3 separate regions of the Mus musculus genome follow, and regions 1 and 2 are each linked to region 3. Evidence: chromatin contacts called from public Hi-C data. All regions are on one chromosome and are shown on one strand. Each heading gives the region's core, a stretch centred on a gene start, on an enhancer-like site or on the middle of the called end of the contact. The rest is flanking DNA. Distances are from core to core; before and after follow the strand shown. Region 1 has its middle 120 kb from the start of Gm40048. Region 2 has its middle 98 kb from the start of Gm40048. Region 3 has its middle 51 kb from the start of Gm31026.

Evidence for each region. Hi-C and Micro-C count contacts between places; a contact is called where the count stands out from the background.
Region 1: a Hi-C map of pro-B cells shows a contact between it and region 3, with 4 times the contacts expected there. The contact joins two enhancer-like sites. A contact is called at or near these places in 2 of 484 Hi-C or Micro-C datasets (large pre-B cells and pro-B cells).
Region 2: a Hi-C map of pro-B cells shows a contact between it and region 3, with 5 times the contacts expected there. The contact joins two enhancer-like sites.

What each region holds. Positions count from the first base shown.
Region 1 is chr3:53,276,918-53,279,617 of GRCm38.p6, reverse strand. No RefSeq gene overlaps it. Among named protein-coding and RNA genes, the nearest start is that of Gm40048, 120 kb to the left of the region's middle. Within about 2 kb of position 1,432, at least 14 of the 459 cell types and tissues checked have an H3K27ac peak or open chromatin away from gene starts, as enhancers often do. A contact at or near this core is called in pro-B cells, where this site is marked.
Region 2 is chr3:53,295,957-53,298,760 of GRCm38.p6, reverse strand. No RefSeq gene overlaps it. Among named protein-coding and RNA genes, the nearest start is that of Gm40048, 98 kb to the left of the region's middle. Within about 2 kb of position 1,365, at least 8 of the 459 cell types and tissues checked have an H3K27ac peak or open chromatin away from gene starts, as enhancers often do. A contact at or near this core is called in pro-B cells, where this site is marked.
Region 3 is chr3:53,974,049-53,976,808 of GRCm38.p6, reverse strand. No RefSeq gene overlaps it. Among named protein-coding and RNA genes, the nearest start is that of Gm31026, 51 kb to the right of the region's middle. Within about 2 kb of position 1,453, at least 36 of the 459 cell types and tissues checked have an H3K27ac peak or open chromatin away from gene starts, as enhancers often do. A contact at or near this core is called in pro-B cells, where this site is marked.

The sequences.
Region 1 (2,700 bases), core at 183-2,682, 700 kb after region 3:
GGTTGTAAGCTACCACCTATAAGGTGCTGGGAATTGAACTCAGGATCTCTGGAAAAGCAGCCACAACTCTTAACCTCTGAGCCATCTCTCTAGCCCCTTATGTATACTTCTATATGAGTACTGCACCAGTCCAACTGAACTATCTAATTAGCGAGGCCATCCCCAGGGACCTCCTTGCTGGGCTCACCAGAAAAGCATACTTCTTTCTGCTCTGTAGGAAAGAAAGCTAATCTTCTTTGTCTAGCACTAAATGCTCGTACCCCAGGGAAGGCACTGTGGCTTAGACTCCAAATTCCAAATGACAAATCATACTTAAAGACATTGATTTCCTTTGCTGGGAAGTTTTATGACCTTCTGCATGTGCTTCATCCTCACCGCGAGTTTGCTTATTGAATTATGCTCATGGCTATTTTTCTTGCCGAATTATTTCTTTAAAAAAAAAAATCCTCTCAACAAGGTACCACTTCATCCCTAGTCTTGTGTAGTCATAGGCCAAGCTTTTCAGCAATAAAAGGTGAGCAACTACTGTGAATAGAGCCGCAGATTTTAAAGCAGAGGGACCACAGACTGTATCCTGAGGGAAGGAGGAGGGTGCTGATCTTCAGGGTTTAATCCAAGGGTACTGGACTACAGCGGATCTCTTCTCCTTCTGTTAATCCCGAGATTCTTCTCTGGTCCCCCATGCTTGACTTGATCTTCATGTTATTTAAGTGTCCACCTAGCAAATGTTAAGGGAAAGAGATGTTATCAAAGGGGAGGAGTTATGAGAAGGGTCTAGTGGACATTTGAGGAATGGGCACCACAGGAAGTCTGCATCAGTTAATGCTGGAACAGCTCTGACATGCTCAGCAGAAGCTATGAGGTTTCCTGGTCGCTTCCAAGGCCTTGGTGGGAGAGGCCAGCCCCTATGCCCAGGAACACTGGCATTGCTAAGAGTATCAGACAGAAGGGACTCTGGCTGCCTAGAGAGACCAAGCATTACCGACCCCAGATAAATTAAGCTCTAGCCTGAACTCTGCTTTTGGATCCCCTTGCTCCAGTCTCTTCCAGCTGTACCCACACACACACGGGGTAGGGGTAGAATTCCAAGGTATCCAGTTATACCATGTTTCTCTAACCACGTTCCTGGGAACATAAAAGTCCCTGTTGGACATTCTAAAGGTTCATATCGCTGTCAGATCAGCAAAAGGGCAGCCTATCTTTAGTCTTGAATTGCCAAGTGGTGGCTGTTTGCAGGACAGGAAGAGTGTGGTTTGAAGAAAGCTTGGAAATGTAGGCTGAGGTGTATCACACTTGCACATTTGCAAACTTGTACACTTGCACACTTGCACATGTGATATTGCAGTAACGGATAGCACTGAGGGCGGGAAGAACTCAGCTCTAACCCTGTGTACCATGGAGAACTGTCTATCAGTTGACATCTGTTGAGACAGGCATCATGGGTCACTGGGCAGGAAGTAGTTTCTTAGACTTCCAGAAAGGCTTTATGCACCAGTGGATACAGAAGAAAAGAAAATCATTATTATAAAAACCACTTAGCCTTTAGTAAGTGCCACACTTTGTGTTGAGACCTTTCTACATATTTTATTTCATTTACTTCACTGTTATATATAACAAATAGGATTGCTACAGTTTTACAAACAAAGCAGTCAAGACTGAGAGCAGATGAGTAATCTCTCCTTGTTAACAGATTGTGAGGGGAGACCTGGGATTTTAATCTCAAATCAGTGAACTCTCTCACCATGTTATCTCCTCATTTGCAGGTGCAAATTATGGTGCTCTGAAATAGAAACAAAGATCTCAAAATACATTTAAAAAAAGAGGACACGAAATAATCAGGAACTATCAAAGAAAATAAATGGCTTAGAAGTGGGAGGGACAAGACAGAGGTCGGAGCTTTTAAGTGATTCAAAATCCAATTACTCTGTCAATTGTACAGGTCTCTCTCACACAGCTACACCACAGAATCAAAGAAGGTCTACCTTTCAGACATCCATGAACTGTTGCCAATGAATGACTTAGTTCCAAGGAGGAGTTACTTTCTTTCTTTTCCTTCCTCTTTATGATCTAAATGTAGTTTATTTGTGAGTGGCCCTTGCGATGGATTCATGACCCAGTCTTCATAGCTGGGGTTGTTCCTTCAATGTCATCTACAGGATTATGCCACTGAGAATCTGAATTGTAACAATCAGACAAATCAAGGAAGCCAGGCATAAAAGTCTGGCTGAGAATTTTTGAAGCAAAAAACAAATTTAACCAGAAAATGTTGTTGGTTCTGATATTTGTTATCCACAGTGCTGTGCTTAAGGGTACCACAGTAAAAACAAATCAGATAGTTTGTTCTCTCAGAGTTCCTAGTTTTGTGACAAGGAACAAATTGAAAAATATAACTACTCTTTCCAGCCAACACCTAGCACTGGGCATCTCTCAGGGCAGCCGGCAGAAGTGCCACATGACTAAGGTAAGAGAAAGCCCTATCACAGGAATGGAAAGTATGAGCTGGGATGGCCTGTCCCTCAGGATATACATGCAGTCTGAGTTCCAGAAAGCAAGAAGGAGTACTGTGCCCTGAGATGGAACTTGGGGAACTTTTCCTAGGGCTATGCGTGTTTTACTTACAAAGCAAAGATTATTAATATTGTCTACCATGCACCCCATAACGAGCCGGTCTGCACCAAGACCCTGGTGAACAATTGCATT
Region 2 (2,804 bases), core at 116-2,615, 680 kb after region 3:
GCAAATAGGAGTGGTAGTCTCATCTGTAAGCCTAGAAGCAGCTGTTGGTTTACAAGGACCTAGAAACACACTCCTTAATTTCTTTCTACTTCCACAATAGTTAAGTCTTACAGAGGCTAAAACCCTGTTCACATAGATACTTAAGACCAGTCATAGAGGATCCTGAAGGAAAATTACGTTCACACTCTTCAAGGGCACTTGTCTGTCTGTGCGACTTCTGATGCTCTCAGAGAAGACGCCATGCAACTTTAACATCAAGTCTGTGCTGGAGGAAAGCTAAGTGCCCACTGAGTGATGAATGACTAAGGAAGAGATGGCGCACATACTGAGTAGAAGAGAAAGCAGTCATAGAAGCATTACATCCTGTCATTGCAATACACCGACGGAGCTGGAAATCACTATGTTTAGAGAAATAAGTGAGGGCCAGCTTGGTGCTACCACTCAGGTAGAATCTAAAAGTAAAGTTGATCTCACAGAAATAGACAGGAGAATGGTGAAAGCCAGAGAAAGCAAGCGAGTGAGCAGCATTCCTCTATGGTTTCTGCTTGAGGTCCTGTCCTGACATCCTTTTATAAGATTATAATGTGTTTGATGTAATAAACCCTTTCCTCCCCAAGTCACTTTTGGTGGTTGTGTTTATCACGCCAACAGAAAGCAAACTAGGGCATGTGTGTGTGTCTTGATTTATACATCATGACATCATGTGACTCCTCTAAACACAGCTTCTATAAATACCAAAGGGGAGAGAGCTCCCCCTTGTAAGAAACTCTGAGGTTTATGTTTATAGGTAACTACCCACTCAGATATAACCTTAGACACACTTTGTTTTAAAGCATTGCAAGCTCATGTCCTCTCTTAGGCATGCCATCCAACACTGTAGCATTGTAAACTTCACACTGGACTGCATGGGTGAAGTGGGGTAAAGGAAGACTCTAATGCCCTGGGCGGCTTCTCTGTTGCAGGGGATCAGAGCCCAGGCCTTTGTGGTTGTGGAGCAAACAGTTTTCTAAGCCATGATGGTTTTGCCCTCAACAATGAGGGTCGTTCTGCTCTCATGACTCCGCTTCTCTTCTTTTACACGAAGAAGCCCCGTGGGATCAGAAAACGGGGAGGTTTGTTCTTCTGAAGTAGAATAGGGACAAACTGGAGGGTGCTCTGCTTCAGGTCCCAGGAATCATATCCACCCCAGTGATTAGTATCCATTAATGTCTGGGGGCCATTTACTCAGAGTTAATTACTTATAACAATCTGAAAGGAGATACAGATTGAAACCAGAATAAAAACAAATCATTCCAGAACGGTACGCTCTGCACAGGTGCCAGGCTGGGCTTGTCAGCTGGCAGTCAGTTCCTTAGAAACTGGTGGCTCACAAGCCCTGTGTAAGAGTGTCGGGCAACTTCCTAACTGCACGGGCTTGGCGAATCTCATAAGTCCTCCTTTAGACTGTGACCTTTTAATTAATGTGGACCAATCTACTGTCTCTGGGGGTTAATTATGATGTTTGATTCCTGATCCCCATGTGGTAATGAAATAAACTCTGAAAAACCCACTCACAGTGTGTCAGACCAGGTATCCGTGTACGAGCTGGATCATGCATTTGTGGGTTGGGAGCCAGGAGAGCCAGCTGCCACTGTGAAGTTATCTGTATCATTTGATTATTGCTGTAGCAGTAAATTACCACAGTTGAGTTTTACATAATACTAATTTATTATACTCATTCCTGTAAGAAGTCACGGACTAGTCAGGCTCAATTGTAGCCAGTCTTTGTTACTTTGTGGGTTCTTCTTTTTTTCATCCTTCATCTTTAGGGAAGTCTTATCCTTCATTTCCCTGGATTTACCCCCCATCACTAGATAATAAATCTTTCTTTTTGTTTCTTCTTTGAACACAACTACTAACAAACCAGAACCAACCCCCTGCATGACCAACAATCACCACCAACTTCCTCTCAGGGCCCTAAGCACTTATGCACCCTCTGAAAAGTTCCCAGAATTCCAAACATCACCCAATTGCAGAAATTATCTGCAGCTGGCAAAACCGTGCTTCTGCTAGAGCATGGGGGGAATTATGGTCCGCTACTGCCCATCATCCAAAGCAGCCCCTCATCCTTATACCTGGGGCTAAAATGACTGAAAACATCACTCAACTCAACCAGGTTTCCAGGTAGAATCTCAAGGGTCTGTGACAGCACAGTTCAGCGAGGCTCAGACCCCGCTTCCGTGATGGCCGGTCCTTACCGGATCTGCTCATGGTTCTCCCCTGGCAAAGGCAGCAGTGCTGGTGTTTTAGTTGATGCTCTGTTGCTGTGAAGAGACGCCACACCTATGGCAATTCTTATAAAGGCAAACACTTAATTGGGACTGGCTAGCAGGTCCAGTAGTTTAGTCCACTCTTGTCATGGTGAGAAGCACGCAGGCGCTCATGCTAGCAGACATGCTACTAGACAGGAGCCAAGAGTTCTACATTTAGATCAGCAGGCAGTGGGAAGAGAAAGAGGAAGCCACTGGGCCTGGCTTGAACTTCTGAAACCTCAAAGCCCACCCACCTATTACAACAAGGCCACACCTCCTAATTCCTATCAAGTCGTGCTAATCCCTTAGGACCAAGCATCTAAATATATGAACCTCTGGGGGCCATTCCTATTCAAGCCACCACAGTGGTTAGGACAAATATATGTGTGCCACTCTTGTACCTTTATGCAGGGCTACCTTGCAATGCTTGTTGTGGTGGTTCCTAGACATCACAGCCAGGCAGGACTATTGGTTACTTCACTCCTGTGGCAGTTTGTATAGCACCATCCACTC
Region 3 (2,760 bases), core at 204-2,703:
TACATTTTGAAAATCACTCCTTTCAAAGGTTTTTACTTATAGATCTTTTGTTGAAAATCATATTTTCATATAATATGTTTGATTATATCACTTCCTTTCTCCCAACTCCTCCTAGATCTTCCTCACCTCCCTACCTACCCAACTTCATGTCCTCTCTCTCTCTCTCTCTCTCTCTCTCTCTCTCTCTCTCACACACACACACACACACACACACACACACACAAATAAAAAATAAAAAACAAAAAGCCCAATAAGATAAAGAGTGCCAAAAATTAAAATAAGTAAAATAAAATAAATATCCAGTGGCCTATAACAGTGATTTACCTGAAAGCTCTAATGGTACAATATTAGCAAAAATGTTCTGGGAGTAACCAACCACTTACTCATTTTTATTTATTGATCTATTTATTTATTTCCCCTTCAGGCCACTCCGTGAGATGGAGCCTATATTGAAACTGCCAGTGCGGCTGTTCTTCTTCATATGCGTTATATCCATAACTTGATTAGTTTCCTCACGGGTAGTTTGTCCAAAACGTAAGTATTTAAGACACACTGACCCAGCGCCCTGGGGCAAAATCATGAACAGCTAGAAAATAAACTACATTTTAAGAGATGGAAAAAGGTTAAAGAAACATACAGATGATTGAAATTATCTGCATAAAAAAAAACAAGGCATGATTTTACATATACAGGAAATTCATGTGAGGAATATATTTCAAAAACAGATTTTTAACCAACAGAAGCTAATATGTGCAAACATAATTAAAATGAAAATATGAAGAAGTTTGGTGTTAAATCACAAGACTCCTCCCACTACGTCTGAAAATGTCCTGAATGTAGGATTAGAAGGGTTTGGTCCTTCCAGTGTGGACGGGTACATTTAGCCGTCATTTCTAGTTCTCACACAAACATTCTAAGCAGTGGGGATTAATATTATGGTCTTGATCATAAAAAAAAAATTTTTTTTAAAAATCCTATTCAATACTGAAAGAGCCTTAAATGTGAGGTCTGATATTTTCTCATAATGACATATGGTTTTAAGAAAAATAGCACAAACTGACATTCTAGAAAAATAAAACGAGTGATTCACTTAATATTACCTCCAGGACATTATGTATTTCATGTGGCAAGTTAGTCACAGACTTGGACCTTCCTGCAAGAGTCTCTACTAATGTTCCCAAGATGTTTTTGTTTTTCTGATTTAAAAAAAGAAAAAAAAATCTAACGCACCATTGAAATTGTATCCACTTAGGAAGAACTCAGAATTATACTGCAAATCCTACCCAAAACCCTCACGCCTCACAGAACTGACAGTTGCTGAGCTGCCCCCAGCTAGAGCTGGAAACAAGCTCCCCAGTGCTGCCCACGGTGTCTGCCTTCAGCCTGTGTGATGGTCTCCAGGAACTGGGTACAGCCCCTGTAAACACATCCAGCCACATTTGGATGCGTCTCTATTTCTCAGAATGCTTTCCACTTGATTTAACACACGTCTCTCAAGCATTTGCACCTGGCCCTGGCGATGGTGGGGGATGTGCACAGAAGCCAGACACGCCCTCCCTGCTCCAGCTCACATTCAGAATAACAGACAAGAAGGTAAACATCGCAGCAACTTGAAACGTGCAAAGGTAATGCAGAAATGGAACTCCGGAGGAAGAGATGGGGAAGGAGAAGGGGCTCTGGTCCCCCTTCGTTCAGCTAGCATCTCCTTCCCCAACTGGACTGGCTTTGGATCTAGCTCTAGTTCTTAGCAGAGGAAATGACAGCTGTTGCCTTGCTGTTTTCTGGCCAAACTGAGCCTGCCAATGCCTCCACCTCCTGTTTCTCAGATAAAACTTGAATCTCCTTCATCCCCTTCTACAAACACTCTGTTCTGCTACCTCACTTAAAGCTAATTATCAAAAGGAAGGACATTCAGTTCCTCGATTAGAAGTGCATGTATATGATTACAATTGTCAACATCATAATTTTATAAGTGCAGTTGAAGATATTACTAATTTTTATGATGTTGCTGTTATAACAGTAAACTCAGCCATTTTCTCCTTAATTCTTAGTAAAACAGGGCTGATAAGTGTAGAAGAATCTTGCTTGATTGATTATTTAAAAAAAATGATTAAGCTCTATTGTTTCAATCTGTTCAAAGAGTTTGCACTTAAGCCCTGGTACCAAGCCCATCAGCTCCCTTAGGCTAGCAATGCTGATAATGGAAGTCAAGAACAGGGCCTAGGAATTCCATAAGGCATAGACAGAAGTCTTAGGAGAGTTCTTACCAATGATTTACTGTGGGAAGAACCTGCCCCAATGGGCAGGATGCTTGTGCAGAGATTGTCCAGGCCTTAGAGACTGGAATGCCATCAAAGATACATTGACTTCTGCACATTCCACATTCATAATGGATCCCATTTTATACATGGCATTTGCTTGCTTGCTTTTTAAAAAAATATATATCATATTTGAAAATGTCTTACTGATAAATAAAAGAATGTATTTTATCACAAACATTTTAAAAGTATATTTCCATCTTGGTAATTTAAATTATTGTCCATTATTATTTTTCTGTGTAAGGTACCATGGCACATGCCAGAGAACAGCTTTGTGGAATCTGTTCCCTCCTTCCACCAGAGGTGAACCACACTGCTAGACTTCTTCATCAATTGCCTTTATGAACCATGTCATCTTGCTGGCCTCGGTCCTAGCTAACTTTAACCAATGCACCACCTCTGATGAGAGCATAAGTCAGTCAACTTTACAGTGCTTGACACA